Regions from separate parts of the Mus musculus genome. Here region 2 is linked to region 1. A link is a contact called in public ChIA-PET data. All regions are on one chromosome and are shown on one strand. The core of a region is the stretch at or near the end of the contact, and the rest is flanking DNA. Distances in the headings are between cores, read along the strand shown.

Evidence for each region. ChIA-PET counts read pairs in DNA pulled down with a chosen protein or histone mark.
Region 2: an RNA polymerase II ChIA-PET map of memory CD8 T cells shows a contact between it and region 1, with 165 read pairs. The contact joins the enhancer-like site here to the promoter of Phf14 in region 1. A contact is called at or near these places in 2 of 484 Hi-C or Micro-C datasets (liver and nephron progenitors), 3 of 115 datasets of contacts at active chromatin or transcription factors (embryonic stem cells, hepatocytes and memory CD8 T cells) and 3 of 9 other capture datasets (adipose tissue, liver and pancreatic islet).

The regions. Positions count from the first base shown.
Region 1 is chr6:11,923,012-11,927,847 of GRCm38.p6, reverse strand. It overlaps Phf14 (PHD finger protein 14), which reads right to left and starts at 1,967. Exons shown (of 18, transcript NM_001168382.2): 1 at 1,556-1,967; 2 at 1,011-1,121. The coding sequence starts at 1,556.
Region 2 is chr6:12,036,835-12,041,604 of GRCm38.p6, reverse strand. All of the region lies in intron 16 of Phf14 (PHD finger protein 14), which reads right to left. Among named protein-coding and RNA genes, the nearest start is that of Phf14, 110 kb to the right of the region's middle. Within about 2 kb of position 3,149, at least 30 of the 459 cell types and tissues checked have an H3K27ac peak or open chromatin away from gene starts, as enhancers often do. A contact at or near this core is called in memory CD8 T cells, where this site is marked.

The DNA of each region.
Region 1 (4,836 bases), core at 718-3,217:
CAAACTAATTTCATCTCTTCTCACCACCTTTAAAAAGAGAGGTGAGAGTGTCGGAGAAAAGGAGCAAGACGTTCCAAACTCTCAGACTGCCTGATGGGACGGTAACATGTCAGAGGGGCTGGTGCATGATGGGATATTAAACTATGTCAGACGGACTGCAAGTGTGGTCTAGCAGCAGAGCCTGTGAAAGGCCCTGCGTATGCTCCCACTGCTTCAAGATAAGAGCCTCAGAAGAGCTGAACTCAGACAGGCTTTTATCTTATACTTTATCTAAATGTTCATCAATGGGAGCGAAATACAAAAAGGTCTTAATGTTCAGGTGTCCACTGATGCTTTGCAGATACAACAGCCTGTATCATTCTGTTTCTCGGGTTGCCTTAACTGAAACTTAATACATTAAGTACACAGAAGAAGAATGCACAAAGAAAACCTCTAATGTTCCCTCTCTGCTTTTAAACTATGTGAACATACAAGTTCACCACCTCTTCACATCACTAACTGGAATAAGCAAGCACTCAAGGCACTGGGCCACGGTACCTGCTGTTTTAAAGCACAAGGTTTCCTTGGGCTTCATTGTTAGCGAGCTCGTGCACAAAAAGAACTCCCCTAAGTATGCCTAGGGGGCTGATATGGGAGTAACACTGCGCAAGAATATTGTGGTCCATATTATTCATAATATACTCTTCTACATCTGGGGTACCTCAAGTCTTCACTCGAGTATATAAGCATAAATATAGTTTAGGGTATAGATTGGGAAAAATGTTTCTCCTTTTTGAATAAGGCTTCCTCCCTACCAGCTAACCATCTGAGTAAATCTGGACGGAAGCAGAAGCCATAGTAGGTTCTAATGAGAGGTTCTTAGGTTAATGTGAGAAATTAAATGACCAAAATAAATGGTTTGTGTGCACAGTAAATGAACATTTTAATCAAAAGTCTCAAAAAAAAATTAAAAAGTTAAAAATGCAGTGAACGGCAGAAAGCTGTGAAAGGGAGAGAAAGCAAACATTTACCTGAAGCATCTCCAACTTTAAAATCACTGTCATCTGAACTATCATAATCAAGAGCTTCCAGGAGAGAAGCGGCCAAAGGCTTCACCTGCCTCCTCTTGGAGCTGCGATCCACTGTTAAGAGAAAAAATTACAATCATTTTACAATCTCACCAAACAGGGAGAACTGTGATGCTGGGGGAAATAGAAATGACTTCGTGCACTGCACGGAATCTCCAATTGACTTCTCCACACTGAGCTTGGTGGGAAAAGTTGGGTTTGGGGGCGCTGGATGCAGAGAGCCTGGCTGCCCCTGACGTTAGGCCAGGACCAATGCAAACAGCCCACATCCTCGCAGACCCCCGCCTAACTTCTGACCACTCGGTAATCCCTCACTCAGACAACGTACGGCCACGCACGCTATCTCGGAAGCCAAGGGACCACGGAGCAGCTTCCAGCAAGGGTCCGTCTGTCTGTCTGTCCTGCAGGACCCACCCGGCCCTCCCTGCTCAGCACCGCCTGACTTGAAAGGAGAAGTGGCGCGGGGCTGAGGCCTCGGAGACACTTACTAAGGAATCCGTGAGGTGGTCGTTTGGAGAGCTAGGGAAGGCTGCGAGAGGCAAGGCAGCAGGGACGCGCAGAGGACCAAGGAGACCGGTCGGAGAGCAGCTACCGAGGCAGGGCGCTGCGCCGACCGAGCAGGGGCGACCCCGGGGGTGGGCTACTGTCCCTCCCCACGCCCCGCGCCCGCCCGCCCGCCCGCCCGGCGCCCCTTCCCCCGCGCTCCCCGGCCAGGGGCGCTAGGCCCGAACCGGCCGCCCTGCGAGGGGAACTGCCCCGGTAAAAACTGGAAATAAAAAGAAAACTTTATTAGCCTGCACCAGAAGCAACAAAAGACCCAGAATTTGCACAGCGGAGGGCCTTCTGTCAGAGACAATAGGGAGAACAGCGACCCGGATACAGCTCCGACAAGGAGGAAGTGAAAGCCGCCGCGGAAACGCCGCCCTGGGCAGCCGAAGCTGAGGGCGCATGCGCGCACTCGCTCCCTCGCCGGAACTCAGTAACTTTAAGAATATTCACAGATTCTCTAGTTCCATCCATCTGCCTAAGAACTAGTCATTGCTGGTGGGAGTGAAAACTGGTACAGCTACTATGGAAATCAGAGTACAGGTTCCTCACGAAGCTGAGTCTCCATCTACCTCAAGATTCGACTATAACACTTGTACTTCCTAGTTTTGTGTATCAACTTAACACAAGCTGGAGTAATCAAAGGAGCCTCCCTTGAGGAAATGCCTCCAAGAGATCCAGCTGTAAGGTATTTTCTCAAATAGTGATCAAGCACTGAGGGCCTAGCCCATCATGGGTAGTGCCATCCCTGGGCTAGTATTCTTTGATTCTATAAGAAAGCCAGGGGAAGAAAGACAGTAAACAGAACTCCTCCATGGCTTCTGCATCCACTTCAGCCTCCAAGTTCCTGACCTGCTTGAGTTCCTGTCATGACTTCCTTTGGTGATGAACAGCAATGTGCAAGTGTAAGCTGAATAAACCCTTTCCTCCCCAACTTGCTTCTTGGCCATGATGTTTTGTGTACGAATAGAAACACTGACTAAGACACCACTCAGACGTTGATATTTGCTCATTCATGTCCATTGCTGCTCTCTATATAATCACCAAAATTTAGAAACATTATAGATGTCCATAAGCTAATGGTTGAATAGTGAAAATGTTTTATAGTTACACAATGGAATATTATTCAGCTGTTAAGAAAAATGAAATTTGCAAGAAAATGGACAAACATAGCAAAAATTATCCTGCGTGAGGTAACTAGGACTCAAAAAGACAAATATTCCATTTTTCAAAGTTAGGAACATAAGTTAAAAAGAAAAGAAGAAAGACAACTATTTTGTGTAACTCCAGTAAGTAAGTAAGCCTCAGAAACAAGGCAGACAGGAGCCAAGCCCAGGACTGGCTTTAATAGGCTAATGAACGAATCTGAAGGTGAAGTTAAGATGCTAGTGAAAAAAAAGTCTAATGGGGGTGGGAAATATAGAGAAGACAACTAACACTAAAGACCCCTTCAAAAAATATATGGAAAAACTGTTTACCACTCTACAGGGGCCTGGGATAACAGAACCTAAAAAGAAGGTAGACTAAGTTCTCATGCAATAGCTAACTTTATTCAGAACATCAGAAAATTTAAACTGTAAGAGTTAAGAATCACAAGAGTAAAGAGTCCAATTGCAAGGAAAGCTGCACATGTCAAAAATGTCTTTTCCTTGGTGGTAATAAACAAATAACAATAGTTAGCTGTGATGGATAAGCTGAAATAAACTCACTCCTATTCACTACACCTGGGAGGAGCACGAAGCAGTCCAAAAGCAAGTTCTGTGTTCTGAAGAAACTGAGCTCCAAGACTCTTGTCTTGTTGTCTTATAGTCTCCCAAGCACTCAGAATTCTCTTCACCAATTCTCCTCACTAAGAAAACAGCATTCTGGGGACTGTGTTACAACAGAAATCTACAAGCATAGAGGCTCTTTAAAGCAAATACAATATGCAAGGAAATGAAATAGAATATATTTACTCCCCCATATACTGGGGGAGACAATGCCTCAACTAGATAGCTTATCTCACCAAGTGAAAACTCCAGTGCTACAAATGGGTTCTCTCCTGTTGAGTCACTGGACAGATTCCATACAACCCTTCAAGTATCACAGACTATTGTTACTTGATCTCTACAACCTGATAGCAAATCCCTACTGCTGAAGACACTACTTATATTATTGAACATTAAACTGGTGCTCAACTAGAAGTTCCATCCCTAATGGCTAAGGTTAAGGTGCTCTGCACACTATGAGAGGACGAGAAACGTAATCATCAGCACCTCCCAAGCACAAACACTGAGATCTGGCCTCAGACAAAGCAACCTGCCTCCAAGATATGCTGGTGCAGTAGTGGCACAAAGGTTACAGGAGTAACCAACCACATTTGATTGGAAGACATCCATATAAATAAACCACAGTACTCAGTATTACTAAGAGGAAAAAAGAACATAATACAAATATGGCAAATCTTATATTGATATTACACAAAGGTTTGAATGAAACCAATTAAACTCATTTATTTATTCCACAAATACATGTTGAATGTCAGTATGTTTAGAATGGGAAATGAAATGTTTTGAAAAATTGTGAAATTTATAGACATCAAATCACCGAATGCAATGAGGAGGAAACTCTTCAAAGATATTTTCATTGAAACATATTTAATAAATACCATATATAGCAATTTAAGGAATGTACCAAAATGATTATTGTCTTTTCCCAGCCACAGGTTGAGATACAACTGAATATATAATCAAGTAAATTACTGTTTGTTACTCTGGACAACCAGAGAAAGAATACACACATTCAGAGAGGAGGAAACACAAAGGAAAAGCATTCTAGAGCAATTTATATTTATACTCATACACAAAAAGTTTAAGTATGCATCTAAACTGGGGTGGGTGTCAAGAGTGAAGGGAGATGTTTTTTAAAAGTACAGAAATTCCCAGGGCTAAGAGCATGTTGAAAAAATCCGATTGGCACACTAATATGTTTAGGTAATAAAAAAGAAATAAAATTTTACCCTATAAAATAAAGATTTATTTGATATGGCTTGGCTCAAAAAGCAGGGAAATTGTTATTGCCAATAAAATGAAGATATTGTAATGAGAAATAATTAGTTAAATTATCACATGTGATTATTGATCACAGTCTACGGGCAACAAGTACTTCTTCTAATAGACCATCGAGATGGAGCAAAAAATAAATAAATGGCCTGAGATGAAAGCAATGCCAAGAACAGCCAATA
Region 2 (4,770 bases), core at 1,900-4,399, 110 kb before region 1:
TGTGTGTGTGTGTGTGTGTGTGTGTGTGCGTGTGTGTGTGCATGCGCGCATGTGCTTGTGAGTGTGTGTGTTGGTCTGCATGCAGCTTCAGAAATCCTCCACCACATTTTTTTGATATATGGCCTCTCATTGGCCTGGTATTTGCCAAATCAATAGGGTGACTGACCAGTCAATCACAGAGATCCTTTCGTCTGTTTTTTACATTACTAGGGTATAAGCCTGTGCCAGCTTTTCATATGGGTAGGTACTGATGCTAATATGGCACTTTACCAATTAAGTACTCTCTCTTAAAATATCAGCCCCTTCCTGACATTTTAATATTCCTTCCATTTCTTATCCTACAGCAATTAACTGTCAAACACCTGAGCTGTCTGTCATTCTCTTATGTGTATTTATAAGATATAAATTACTTAGAATGTTTTCACAGAAAAACATTAATTTTTATCTTGAAGAGCAAAAGGCCAATAATGGGCAAAAGTTAATGTTGTACTTCATTTAGGATATTATTAAAAGAAATGCTTCATTCTGTTCTGAGTATGACTTTGAAGAACATATCATGTAGGAACTGTGACAACATGTAACATGGGTGTTTTACCAAGCTTGGGAGAGAATAATATATAATGTACCACTGAAAACTGAATGGTGAAGAAAGACAATTACACTGTTCTAATAGTAACCACTGTAGAAGGGCTTTTGGTTAACACTGCCACTACAACCATGCTACTACCTATGATTTCTCAAAACTAAAACAGAAACCCATCAGAGGGAAAAAGAAACCCTAAAATAGAAAAATACCCATTAATGTTTTCTTACCTTATGCTAAAAGACAATTTGACTAAAGCAGAGTTCATTTGAAAAATGGTAAGCATCCATTGTCATTTCTCTTAAACTTTGCTGGAGTTCACCATCTTTGCTATAAGTCAAGTAATGTCATTTGCTTCTTCCTTATATTCAAAGAAAGTATACTGCTTTTCCTAAGAATTATGAGTATTTTTTCTAGTGCAATAAAATCAATAAATTACTAGTATCCTTATACATTATTTCACACATGTTTAACTTTACTAAACATTTTATGCAGTCATGTGGTTCCTGTAACTACAGATTACTAGCAACACCAGCTTTACAATTACACTTGCATTTATTATCTATTCTAATGCTAAAGTTTAAACTATTCCAAATGCCCTTATACCTGAAAAGGTCCAAACCCACAATGATAAGCAATGGAATTTTAAGAGACAGCTTGACAATTTACATGTATATGTGCGTTTCATTTTCAGCAGGCTCTTCTAAATCAGTTCGAGATTAAGTGGTGCAATATTCAAAGTTATTTCTGCCGTTGACTTAAAACTGGATCAGTAAAGAGTGAGGATCAAATGTAAACTCTGTGAAGCTCTGGGAAGACACAGGGCTGGTGAAGAGCTTTCAGCAGGCAGGCTGTATACCCAACAAGCTCTGTAGTTCCCTCATTTCATAGCTTCACATTTAGGTTCAACAAGTAAAATTATATGGAACACAGCAAGTTTATATTAAATAAAACAAAAAGGAATAAATTTGGATATTTCTGGAAAAATACCTAGATACTAATACAGATACTATGTTCATTCTTGAGTTGAAATTCTAGTTATAAAATGTCCGTACTGACATCAAGTGCTTCCACAGTACTCAAACAGTTGTAATCTTCACCAGTCCTTCACTTTTGCTGAATACACAAATAGAAATAGCATTAAATATGAGTCTAGGGTTGTTCTCATGTGTGAATACTCGCAGTAAGTGAGGTGATACAGACTTGCAGATCAGTGGAAAGCATTGTCCTTTTTACAAACAAATAACACAGAGAGAATAATTCAGTAACAGGGTAGCACAGAGCACGTAAGTCCCACTGGCTTTCTTTAATTTTCAGTCCAAATACTGTATTGTATTGTCTTATGCCAAAGAAACAAGAGGAAAGACATTTACCAACTAAAATAATTCTGACAAGACATTTACCACTATTGTTTTTAATAATGCATACACCGAGTGTTTCTGAATATTGTAACAGATAGAGAGAGAAAGAGAGAGAGACAGAGAGAGAGAGAGAGAGAGAGAGAGAGAGAGAGAAAGAGAGAGAGAGAGAGAGAGCAGAAAAACAGAAAAAGGGAAAAAAATCCACACAGGCAAATTAACTGCCTTGTCTACCCATATAATAAAGCAATCAATTACATTCTATCCAAACTTGACAAGCAAAAGCACTTTCTGCAGTGATAAGCTTATGGGAAGAACAAGATAGCTGTTCTCCTTTAGTTTATATGCTCTATTGAGAGTTTTATCCACATTTTAAAATCACACTTATAAAAGAGGTTTCCGGGATTGCCTCCGAGGATGAGCTGTGGCAGAGTTGGGTCTCATGAAGGGTATCTACACAGTAAAGTGATAAGAAAAGAGCATTAACATTTAAAGATCATAGCAGCTCTGAACTATGTCTTATGAAACATACTAATAATACCACAGTAGATTCAAATAACAAAGAGAGAGAAATCCTCACCCTAAGTGCCATGATCTCGAGCAGGTTCGTACTGATTACAAGTGAATACTTTACTTTTTGAACACTGAGCTGCCTCCTCTTTTATTATTGGTAATAGCTCTGACTGTCAAAATAGATCTATTCTATGAGAGAAGGGCTTAAATATAAAGGAAAATATGTTATCAATTACTACTTTGAAAAGTAGCTGTGTGCTGCTTTTGTTATCAAGAATGGCAATTTTACAATATTCAAGGGAACATACAACTGTCCCTCATCTTTATACTTGGCTTCCTCTGAAAAAGACTGAATTAGAAATGCATGGCTGATAGTATTTGCTAACTTTCTTCTTTGATTTTGGTAGGAGAAATCTTAAGGGCTTAGAGGTTAGAAGTAACATTTTTTGACTATGTAGAAACAAAATTTACCATTTCTTTCACATATTTAGAGCTGTATAGATTAATAGTCACATTATAAAATGTTCATTTTTTAAATTTAACTACTAGAAAGATGTGTTTAATGCTTCTAAGTTCCACTGAGAAAAAGAAAGTGAAAAGAGGCACACAGAGAAATAAAGCAGTACTGAGGGGAGCTACCACGCCAAACTCAACCACAGACCACGAACCACACAAAACATCACACGGAAAACAATCACGGGGAAGCAAGGCTAAGGGAAAGGCTGTGCTTGTAAACACACGAGAAGCAATGGCAAGAGCTGCAAACCCTGTGCTACAGTTTCCAGCTCCTTAGGCCCTAAGTGGGGAGCTTGAGCAACAGGGAATGCGAATGAGTCCTTTGTCTCAGCATTAAGCCACACAGCTAACGCATATTCTAAAGGGAGTAAGCATTTATAATGTAAGCATATTTCACTTGCAATTATGTGCAAAGTAATGGAGACTAACAGAAAACTGAAACGGATTTTGGAATTACTTATGACAGTCCTTTGAAAATACATGCATCCATGGAAATGTGATGAAAATACATGCATTCATATCATATGGATGATATGTATTTGCATAACATGATGAAGTTTTAAACTTCAATTAAATCCAAGTTTGTCTTTAACTGTGGTAAAACCAAAAGTTAATTTTAATATTCCCTTTCTTACTAACTTTCACCTAATATTTTTAATCTCTCTAGATGCTACAATAAGCAGCATGACTTATATTCAGCTCTCACATGTCAAGATAAAAGGCTGCAGTATTTTAAAATCAAAGAGTATGTTTTAACCTAGCATTTACTCCATTTGTATCCATTTAGCTCCCTTTGGAATTAATATAGAAAACATATTTTCAAAGTTTCACCAACAGATTAATCATTACTGAATCATTACTACTAAGTATCTGCTGTGCTTGGTTGCGTCATGCATGTTAAGTCAGTACAATGCAGTGGAGTGAGGTAGCATACCTAATGACAAATGCATGGGCTTGATAGTTAAGATGGCTTACATTCAGTAGCCACTTTGATTACACTCCTTCATTTCCTCACAGACCACAAATAAAGTTAGTTTCTGATTCCTATCTGTATCTGAGAGATTATTGCCATGGGGATTAAAAGAATCAATATGGAAAGCACCAAAAACGTGACAGGAACACAGTGAGTGGGAACCAGAGTGGAAGCCAGCAGACCTGTCAAACACTACCAAACTGTTCTGTACAAGAGAACTCTTAATACTAAGCAATTCACACCGGGACTTTTAACATATACTGGGATTAATTAAATTTCCCATTGTTTGCTGATTCTATAGCACAGATCATTCATATCTAAAAGAAGATATGCACATCTAGACACAGCACATGTAGAGGGCAGAGTCTGGGACCAAAATCTAATTGGATAATTCCTATAGTTGCCAGTTCAAAGATACTTGGAAGTAATACTCCTTTGTGCCTAAGTTATAACACATAATTTTCTAGATACCACAATTCAGCACCAAACCCCAAATATGTGCCTTAATCCTACTGTTAATTCCCTTTACCCCTAGCTCATTAAAATGAGGGGTTTTGTTTTGTTTTGTTTTGTTGGTTTTGTTGAGACAGAGTTTCTCTGTGTAGCCCTGGCTGTCCTGGAACTCACTCTGTAGATCAGGCTGGCCTTTAACTCAGAAATCCCCCTGCCTCTGCCATCCATGTGTTGGGATTAAAGGCTTGTGACACTACTGCCCGGCCAAAATGATATATTTTTATGGATTAAAAACAAAGCCAATATAAAGTTAAACTCCTGATAGACAAATAATGGATAAAATATGATGTTCATTTAGAATACAGGAAATAAAT